2 separate regions of the Pan troglodytes genome follow, and region 2 is linked to region 1. The links are chromatin contacts, called in public Hi-C maps. All regions are on one chromosome and are shown on one strand. The core of a region is the stretch at or near the end of the contact, and the rest is flanking DNA. Distances in the headings are between cores, read along the strand shown.

What was found. Hi-C and Micro-C count contacts between places; a contact is called where the count stands out from the background.
Region 2: a contact with region 1 is called in a Hi-C map of stem cell-derived neural progenitor cells, with 3 times the contacts expected there. The contact joins the promoter of NHLRC1 here to the promoter of KIF13A in region 1. A contact is called at or near these places in 2 of 7 Hi-C or Micro-C datasets (blood and stem cell-derived neural progenitor cells) and 1 of 1 datasets of contacts at active chromatin or transcription factors (stem cell-derived excitatory neurons).

The regions. Positions count from the first base shown.
Region 1 is chr5:23,943,502-23,948,173 of NHGRI_mPanTro3-v2.0_pri, reverse strand. KIF13A (kinesin family member 13A) reads left to right here and starts at 2,556. Exons shown (of 39, transcript XM_054685623.1): 1 at 2,556-2,783; 2 at 3,048-3,138. The coding sequence starts at 2,729.
Region 2 is chr5:24,077,737-24,082,300 of NHGRI_mPanTro3-v2.0_pri, reverse strand. NHLRC1 (NHL repeat containing E3 ubiquitin protein ligase 1) reads left to right here and starts at 3,042. Exons shown (of 1, transcript XM_001170828.7): 1 at 3,042-4,564. The coding sequence starts at 3,127. The coding sequence ends at 4,314.

The sequences.
Region 1 (4,672 bases), core at 1,307-3,806:
TCCAAATAAGGTCACATTCACAGATACTGGAGGTTATGGCTTGTACATACCTTTTTGGGAGTTACAAATTCAACCCTCTACAATTCCCACTGATAGAAACTACCAGAGCAATGGCTTAGCATAGGGATGGTATCTTGCTTGTGAAAAGGTCCTGGATAAAGAATTTCAGGAATGGTGGGAGGTAATATTAAACAGAGAGGTTTTTTGTTTGTTTGCTTGTTTTTGAGGTGGAGTTTGGCTCTTGTTGCCCAGGCTGTAGTGCAACGGTGTGATCTTGGCTCACCGCAACCTCCGCCTCCCAGGTTCAAGTGATTCTCCTGCCTCAGCCTCCCAAGTAGCTGGGATTACAGGCATGTGCCATCACGCCTGGCTAATTTTGTATTTTTAGTGGAGACAGGGTTTCTCCATGTTGGTCCGGCTGGTCTCGGACTCCCGACCTCAGGTGATCTGCCAGCCTCGGCCTCCCAAAGTGCTGGGATTACAGGCGTGAGCCACCGTGCCCGGCCTGAGAGTTTTTTGAACAATAGAATACCATGCACGATTAAAGGATAAAATTTTAATTTTGTGAAAAATCAGTCTGGAAGCTGGATTTAGGAGTGATTAGAGGAGGCAAAGCTAGGAGGGTTAACAGGATGTCTCAGCAGCCCAAAAGTGAAGAGGTAAGCACAGACCTAGATTCTTAGCCTCAGAGGGCTGGAAATTTCACCTCTTTCTGAGCAGCAGCTGAGAGCCTGTAGCCTAAAGCCTACAACAGTGTTTGTAACATAGTAGGGCGCTCAGAACACATGTGTTGAACAAGTGAATGGACAGGTAAAGTGAGATTGCAGCAGCAGGAATGGAGAGGAGGAAAGATGCAACAGGCCCTTCAGAGGTGGACTGAGATAGCTGGCTCTACAATAAGGTGGGGCTGAAGTATTTGTCCTTCAGTGTACACAGGGGACTGGTTCCAGGAACATCCAAAACCATGCATACTCAAGTCCCACAGTCAGCTCTGCAGAACCCACAAATAGGAAAAGTTGGATCTCTCAGTTTTGAACCTGCCAAATACTGTCTTTTCTTTTTTCTCCCTTTTTTTTTTTTTGAGACAGGGTCTTGCTTTGTTGCCTAGGCTGGAGTGCAGTGGTGCGAACATGGCTCACTGCAGCCTCAACCTTCCAGGCTCAAGTGATCCTCCCACCTCAGCCTCTCCAGTAACTAAGACTACAGGCACCTGCCACCATGCCCGGCTATTTTTTAAATTTTTATGTTTGGCAAGATGGGGTTTCTTTACATTGCCCAGGCTGGTCTCGAACTCCTGGCCTCAAGTGATCCTCCCGCCTCGGCCTCCCAAAGTGTTGGGATTACAGGCGTAAGGCACTGTGCCAGAGCACGAATACTGTATTTTCAATCAGACTTTGGTTGAAAAAAAGCCACGTGTAAGTGGACTCGTGCAGTTCAAACCCGTGTTGTTCGAGGGTCAAGCGTAGCATCACCTCGGTTGGAGGCGGACGGACCCCTCTCCTAGCACCTGCCGTACACTGTCTAGCATAATAAGTCTCCACGCCCTCTCTTCCACCTTAGCGTGTGCCTCTGCATCATGCTATTCATGTTTCTGTGTGTCCTCAACAGCACCCTGCACACAGTAAAACCTCAATGCATCTTCCAATAAGTGGATTTCTAGATTTAAGCAAAATCGAAAGATTCCTGGATCTAAACTCTGGATTTTTGACTTCTGTACGCTTCAAAATGCCTGGCACTCGGTGAGCGCCCCTTAAGCACTTGTTGAACCAAACAGAATAAATCGGATTCGCCCAGTTCCGCCCTGGCAGGGAGGTCTGCATTTGGCAGGATGACAGAATCCATTGCTATTAAATTCTTATGTAAGAGTTAATGGCCCTCCCAGCCCACTTGACATCCCTCCCGAGACAAGAGAGGCCGGGAAAGGAAGGGAGAGCACTATTTACAAACATACACTGTTTCGGTGGTGGATTCACAGATTCATTTCTAGTCTCGGTTCACCACAGAGATCTTAAAATACCGCTGCAGGCTCCGTGTGGGACAGAGGGGGCGGCGTGCCGGGACTCGGAGGGGAAGGCCTGCGCACCCAGCGCGGCGAGCCGTGGTCCTTGCTGCCGTCCCGGGGCTCCGGGTGGCAGCGGCCCCAGAAGGCGGCTCGAGCTCACGGCGGTGTCCGGGGGGGGGCCCCGCGGGCGCCGGTGCAGGCTTGGCCTGGGAGGTCCCCTGGGGAAACAATGCGTCCCGCCCCGGACTCCAGCCTCCCCTAAGCGCCGCGCTGCTCGCCGCTCCTCTCACTGCCGTCCCGCCGCTCCAGGGGGCGCCGCGCGTGGCCGTGTCCGGCCTCTCCCGAGCCCCGGCGGGTGACGGGCGTGGAACATGGCGGCGCGGGGCCCCGGGCAGCCGCGAGGGGCCGCGGCGCTGCGGTCTCGGCTGGGGCGGCGCGGCTAGAACTGCGCCTGGGCCCGCCGGCGAGGCCTCCTCCCCGCCCGCCGCCGCCGCCGCCGCCGCCGCGCCCCGCCCCGCGCGCCCGCCCCTCCCCGGGCCGCGGCCGTGCCCCGCGTCGCGCTCCCCCGGGATGGCCCGCGCGCCTCGGCGCTGCCTCTCGGAGCTCACGGCGGAGCGGCGGCGGCCGCGCTCGAGGGGCGCGCGGCTGCAGCGGCGGCGGCGCCGCGCGTGAGGGGCCGCCTAAGGCCGAGCGGGCGCGGCGAGCGGCCGGGCGAACGCAGCCAACATGTCGGATACCAAGGTAAAAGTTGCCGTTCGGGTCCGGCCCATGAACCGACGAGGTGAGGAGCTTTCCGCTCTTTTTTATTTCTGCTCGGGCTGAGGGCGGGGGCAACTTTAGAAACTGCGGGGCCGGGACGGCGAGAGCGCGGCCGGGGCCGGGGGGACGGGGCGGAGGCGGCGTCCGCGCTGGCCGTGGTGCCCGGGGCGCCGTCTCCAGGCTCGGCCGCCTCCAGGGACGGAGCCCCGCTCGGCGCGGCTGGCGGGCGGGCGGGCTGGAGGCGCGGATGCTGGACTTTGCAACGTCCCTTTCTCTCTGCTTTCAGAACTGGAACTGAACACCAAGTGCGTGGTGGAGATGGAAGGGAATCAAACGGTCCTGCACCCTCCTCCTTCTAACACCAAACAGGGAGAAAGGTAAAGCGGGTTCCGAGAGGGCGGCTGGGAGGATCCAGCCTCGCGGGGTCCTGCAAGTTTGAGCCAGGAAAATGGGAGTGCTCTTTCCTATTGTTAGGAGGACGGCTTTAAGTTTGTCGCCCGCTCCTGTTTGAAGCTGTTGCAAGTCCAAGTTCCTCTCCTCCCTCGCCCCCCTTCCCCTCCATCTAGAGCGGCGGCAGGCAGGGCACCCTGGCCACAGCACCAGTCAGCTGAGCCCGGGCGGGCTGCGAGGCACCCGGGAGGGAGAGGGCCGGATGGGACCCCATAGGTGATTCATCCAGCGGCCACATTTTACAGACAGGAAAACTGAGGCCCGAGGCGGGCAGGTGACCAGCCCACGACCTCATTGTTCGTGGAGCCCAGTGTTCGTGATTCTTTTCATCACTGCAGGGTTTGTTTCCTTTGGCAGAATTGTTTAGGGACAGTGTGTCTAAAATGGGAGGAAAAAATAAAGCAAAAGTCTTGTACGATGTAGACTCAGGCTGGACTAGTTAATATCTATTTTAGTTGTTGTTGCTGAGTTGAGATAATGCCTCAATGTAATGCGCGAATTTTGATTTTCAAAGAAACAAAAGTAGGGCCCTGAACTGTATAGACACTGAGGGATGTTTAAAAAGGGGCTGTATTTACTAGATGGCAACATATTTGCATTTGAAAAGTGGTAACTGTTGGATCCTTATTAATTCCGTTCTGTTCCATGCAGCAGTATGGGATAATGCTCCAAAATAATTTGAATATTTGGCATTTTTCTAGTAAGCCTCTGAGAAGAAATCGGTTGGAATTCATTCAATATAATAACGCAGTAGCTAGTAAATATATACATGTGAAAAAACGGGAGAGTTTACAATATTAATTTTCATTGGAAATGAATATGAGTTTGTGTTTCCACGAATCACCTGTTGATCGATGGAATACAATTTAGTGAATTTCCTTCTTCAGAGATTTTCACTGAAGAGAGACTCTGAAGCAGGGTTTGTGACATTATTGCTTAGAGAAGCAATGCCTCCATTCTATAATGTGTGGTGTTCAAGCTCAGTTTTGCCAAATTTGGGGAAAGAAATCATGAGGCGATAAGATTGGGGATTCTTTGCTTTTCGTGTTGAGCATAGCAGTTTTTATCCAGTTTGCAAACATTCTGCTACCTTTAGCAGATTCTGGTGGTGATATTAAATAGCTAAGCTATATTTAAAATGTTGTGTTTAACACTGAATGTAGTGTTTATTGTACATTGTACTGAATGTTGTCTAGTAATGGATGTATTTTTAGATGCATTTATAGCAGTGTAGATAGTATAGTATATTTCATGGTGATAGTAAGTAAACTCATTGAGTACATTAAATATTTACGGATTAAATTAGATGCCCATATCACCAACGAATGTCCCCTCCCCCCACCCCCCCGCAAACTGCATATTGTTTCGGGAAAAAATTCTGTTGGGTCAGATTCTTGAAAGCAGTCTGGGGGAACAGGTAGAATACTTTTTAGCTCCTGTTGTGTAGCCGCCGCTACTTGT
Region 2 (4,564 bases), core at 1,793-4,292, 130 kb before region 1:
GGCAGGGAGCTGTCAGCTTATAAGTGGTCATTTAAACCATGAGGAAGTGAAGATGGCATTGCTCAGGGAAACAGGTAGGAAGCTAAGAGAAAAAGACTGAAGGTGGCACCCTGAGGAACACTCAATTGCATTGAACTTGAGATGCACTCAAATCTCTAGATCCCCATTTCCAAACATACATCTCCACTCATTTTTGTATGGACTTACTCAAAAAATTCAAAAACAGCCATTCTTCCTCTTGCCACCACATCCCTCACCCCTGAGATGCCAAGAACATGGAGCTTAAAAATTAGAGTGGTGGTCAGAGATGCCCCTGGGAGGAGGGCAAGGCTGGAAGCAAAGCCCATTCTATGTGGCTTGTTCATCTTCCTTTCCCTTACATCATTGTCAGGTAGTCTGAGTTGTAATTGGATTATTAAACTTGTTCTGGGATTCCTTCTAAACTGCATGTGTCTGGCACATTTGCCCCACCTGCACAACCAGGAGCCCACCTGTCTAAGCACTGACTGCCCCTAACTCATGCTCCCCCTGTGCTCTCCTCTCTGCTGGAACCATCCTGAGCTGGGTCACCACTCTCCTTCCACTATAGTATGGTACTTTTTCATAGGGCAGCCATTGACCACTTTGGAAACTAGACGTTCTGCTCTTCAAGCCCTTTGCCCTCACAACTCTCAGGGCTTGTTCTAGGTGGAAGCAGGAAAAGATGGGCATGCTAGTCCAGGACCCTCTATAGAAGGAATATCGGAGGGAAGCACAGGGTAAATCCATGGAGGCCCAGCCATGGAGGAGGAAATGACAGTCATAGGAAATGCCAAATGTCAGAGTGAGATTCAAGACATATTTGTTATTAATCAATTATGCAATGATGTGATTGCATAAATAATGTGATTTTAGTTGGTTGTTTATTTGGGATGGAAATGTAGTCATAAATTATTAAGTTGGTTATTGTGTCCCAGTACACAATCTTTGAGTCAAATGACATTTGATTAGAAAATGTTCTTTCTTGTCTTACATTAAAGCTCTTTCCAGGGGCCTCAACAGGGGATAAAATATTGTGTTTTCTCAGAAATCTAGCAAATCAGAAGGTGAATGTTCATGATTATTATCTCTAAAGGAAAAGAAATTCTCTAATAAAAGGTTTTGTTAAGCACAATGTTCACATAAGACATTTGAGGGAGAACCCCTTAAAAATAAGAGATTAGGGCCTGGCACGGTGGCTCATGCCTGTAATCCTAGCACTTTGGGAGGCTGACGCGAAAGGTCAGAAGTTTGAGACCAGCCTGGCCAACATGGTGAAACCTCATCTCTACTAAAAATACAAAACTTAGCCAGGCATGGTCACGGGTGCCTGTAATCCCAGCTACTCAGGAGGCTGAGGTGGGAGAACCGCCTGAACCCAGGAGGTGGAGGCTGCAGTGAGCCGAGATCGCGCCACTGCACTCCAGCCTGGTGACAGAGCAAGACTCTGTCTAAAAAAGAAAAAAAAAAAGAAAGAAAAAGAAAAATGAGAGATTATAATACCACAATGGATTCTTCACACAGATTATGCTATCCCTTGTTTGAAGATTTTCCAACATATGGCAAATTCTCTTTGTTTTTGGTCTTAACTGAGATTGCAAAAACTGAACTTAGTGTCATTTGAAGGAATTATTATAATGCAGTGTTTCTCAAACTTGGCTGTACCTTATAATCACCTGGGGAGCTTTTATAAATCCCAGCTGTCCAGACCACACCATGGGCCAATTAAACTTTTCGGGTGCGACCCAGGTGTTTACCATGTGCAAAGAAGTTTGAAAATGACTAAAATAGGTAACTCTGAAGTCAAACTGCCTGGCTTCAAATTCCAGGCCAGCCACTTCCTAGCCATGTGACCCTGGGCAAGATATTTGATTTCTATGAATTCTATCAGAAAAAAAGACAATAAAAATAACATATTTTTGTAGGATTGCTATGAGGTTTAAACAAGATAATCTATGTAGATTATTTATTAATTTGCTGCAAAAGCATCATGGTTTTGCCATTAAAAGTGATGGCAAACACTGCGAATCCTTTTCACCAACCTAACACAACGGGGCAGGCGTATGTGAATTCTATAGGCTGGGCACAGTGGCTCACACCACCAGCACTTTGGGAGGCCAAGGGGTGGGGAGGAATGTGAACAATTTTCACAAGTTCAAGACCAGCCGAGGCAACATAGTGAGACCTCCTCTCTACAAAAAAATTAAAAAATTAGCCTAGTGTGATGGTGCATGCCTGTAGTCCCAGCTACTGAAGTGGGAGGATTGCTTGAGCCTGGGAGATGGAGGCTGCAGTGAGCTGTGATCGTGCCCCTGCACTCCAGCCTGGGTGACAGAGTGAGACTTTGTCTTAGAAAACAAAAAAATGAAGTTCTATGGTAATTATTATTAACTAACAGCTTTCTTATTTCATATTAATTACTCTGCAAGACACTTCCAACATGGTTCCCCCATCTGACACTCATTCACCTCGTTGATTTTTTTGTTGTTGTTCTATAACATTCATTCATGCACAAATTCATTTTACAAGTATGTGTTCATCTAACATTGACTTAACTATGAGTATGATAGAAGACACAAAAGAAATACACACATCTGCCTCACCTCCCTTGGAGTTTATCTTCTCTCGTGTGTTCGTTCGTGTTTTCCGGTTCAGATCATAAGCATCATGAGCTAAGGGACCATGTTTTATGCCCGGACAGCCGTAGCACCCGGCGCTGCGGATTGGAGACAGTGCTAGGCACCCGGGCTGGAAGACTGGGTTCTAGTTCTTGTTTTGCCGCTTACAGGCTGGGTAACAGGGAGCAATCCTGTTGTCCTCAAATAGGTGTGTTTCCTCATCTGAAAGTGTACACAGTCCATCCATGACTGCTGTGACGATTACAGGTCTACACAACGCGCATGTGGATTTGTCTTGCAAACGTCCACGACCAGGCCCTCAGGAAACAGTGCCGCGTGTGCCCACCAAGGGGCAGCAGATCGCAGTGCAGAGGCCCGCGGCGCTCGACGTCAGGGCGCACGTCCCACCCCGTGACCATGACTGTGACCGTGACCGAGAGCGTCGCTGGGGCACGGCCAGGCGGCGCGGCGGGAGTGCACAGGACCCGCCATGGCGGCCGAAGCCTCGGAGAGCGGACCAGCGCTGCATGAGCTCATGCGCGAGGCGGAGATCAGCCTGCTCGAGTGCAAGGTGTGCTTTGAGAAGTTTGGCCACCGGCAGCAGCGGCGCCCGCGCAACCTGTCCTGTGGCCACGTGGTCTGCCTGGCCTGCGTGGCCGCCCTGGCGCACCCGCGCACTCTGGCCCTCGAGTGCCCATTCTGCAGGCGAGCTTGCCGGGGCTGCGACACCAGCGACTGCCTGCCGGTGCTGCACCTCATAGAGCTCCTGGGCTCGGCGCTTCGCCAGTCCCCGGCCGCCCACCGCGCCGCCCCCAGCGCCCCCGGAGCCCTCACCTGCCACCACACCTTCGGCGGCTGGGGGACCCTGGTCAACCCCACCGGACTGGCGCTTTGTCCCAAGACGGGGCGTGTCGTGGTGGTGCACGACGGCAGGAGGCGTGTGAAGATTTTTGACTCAGGGGGAGGATGCGCGCATCAGTTTGGAGAGAAGGGGGACGCTGCCCAAGACATTAGGTACCCTGTGGATGTCACCATCACCAACGACTGCCATGTGGTTGTCACTGACGCCGGCGATCGCTCCATCAAAGTGTTTGATTTTTTTGGCCAGATCAAGCTTGTCATTGGAGGCCAATTCTCCTTACCTTGGGGTGTGGAGACCACCCCTCAGAATGGGATTGTGGTAACTGATGCGGAGGCAGGGTCCCTGCACCTCCTGGACGTCGACTTCGCGGAAGGGGTCCTTCGGAGAACTGAAAGGTTGCAAGCTCATCTGTGCAATCCCCGAGGGGTGGCAGTGTCTTGGCTCACCGGGGCCATTGCGGTCCTGGAGCACCCCCTGGCCCTGGGGACTGGGGTTTGCAGCACCAGGGTGAAAGTGTTTAGCTCAAGTATGCAGCTTGTCGGCCAAGTGGATACCTTTGGGCTGAGCCTCTACTTTCCCTCCAAAATAACTGCCTCCGCTGTGACCTTTGATCACCAGGGAAATGTGATTGTTGCAGATACATCTGGTCCAGCTATCCTTTGCTTAGGAAAACCTGAGGAGTTTCCAGTACCGAAGCCCATGGTCACTCATGGTCTTTCGCATCCTGTGGCTCTTACCTTCACCAAGGAGAATTCTCTTCTTGTGCTGGACACAGCATCTCATTCTATAAAAGTCTATAAAGTTGACTGGGGGTGATGGGCTGGGGTGGGTCCCTGGAATCAGAAGCACTAGTGCTGCCATTAATGAATTGTTTAACCCTGGATAAGTCACTTAAACTCATCTATCCAGGCAGGGATAATTAAAGCCATCTGGCAGACTTACAAAGCTTGGGACAGTTATTGGAGATTAATCTACCATTTATTGAATGCATACTCTGTGCAAGGAAATTTGCAAATATTATCTTATTTAATCTGTACTATCCAGTGAGGTAATTTTTTCCCCCCCA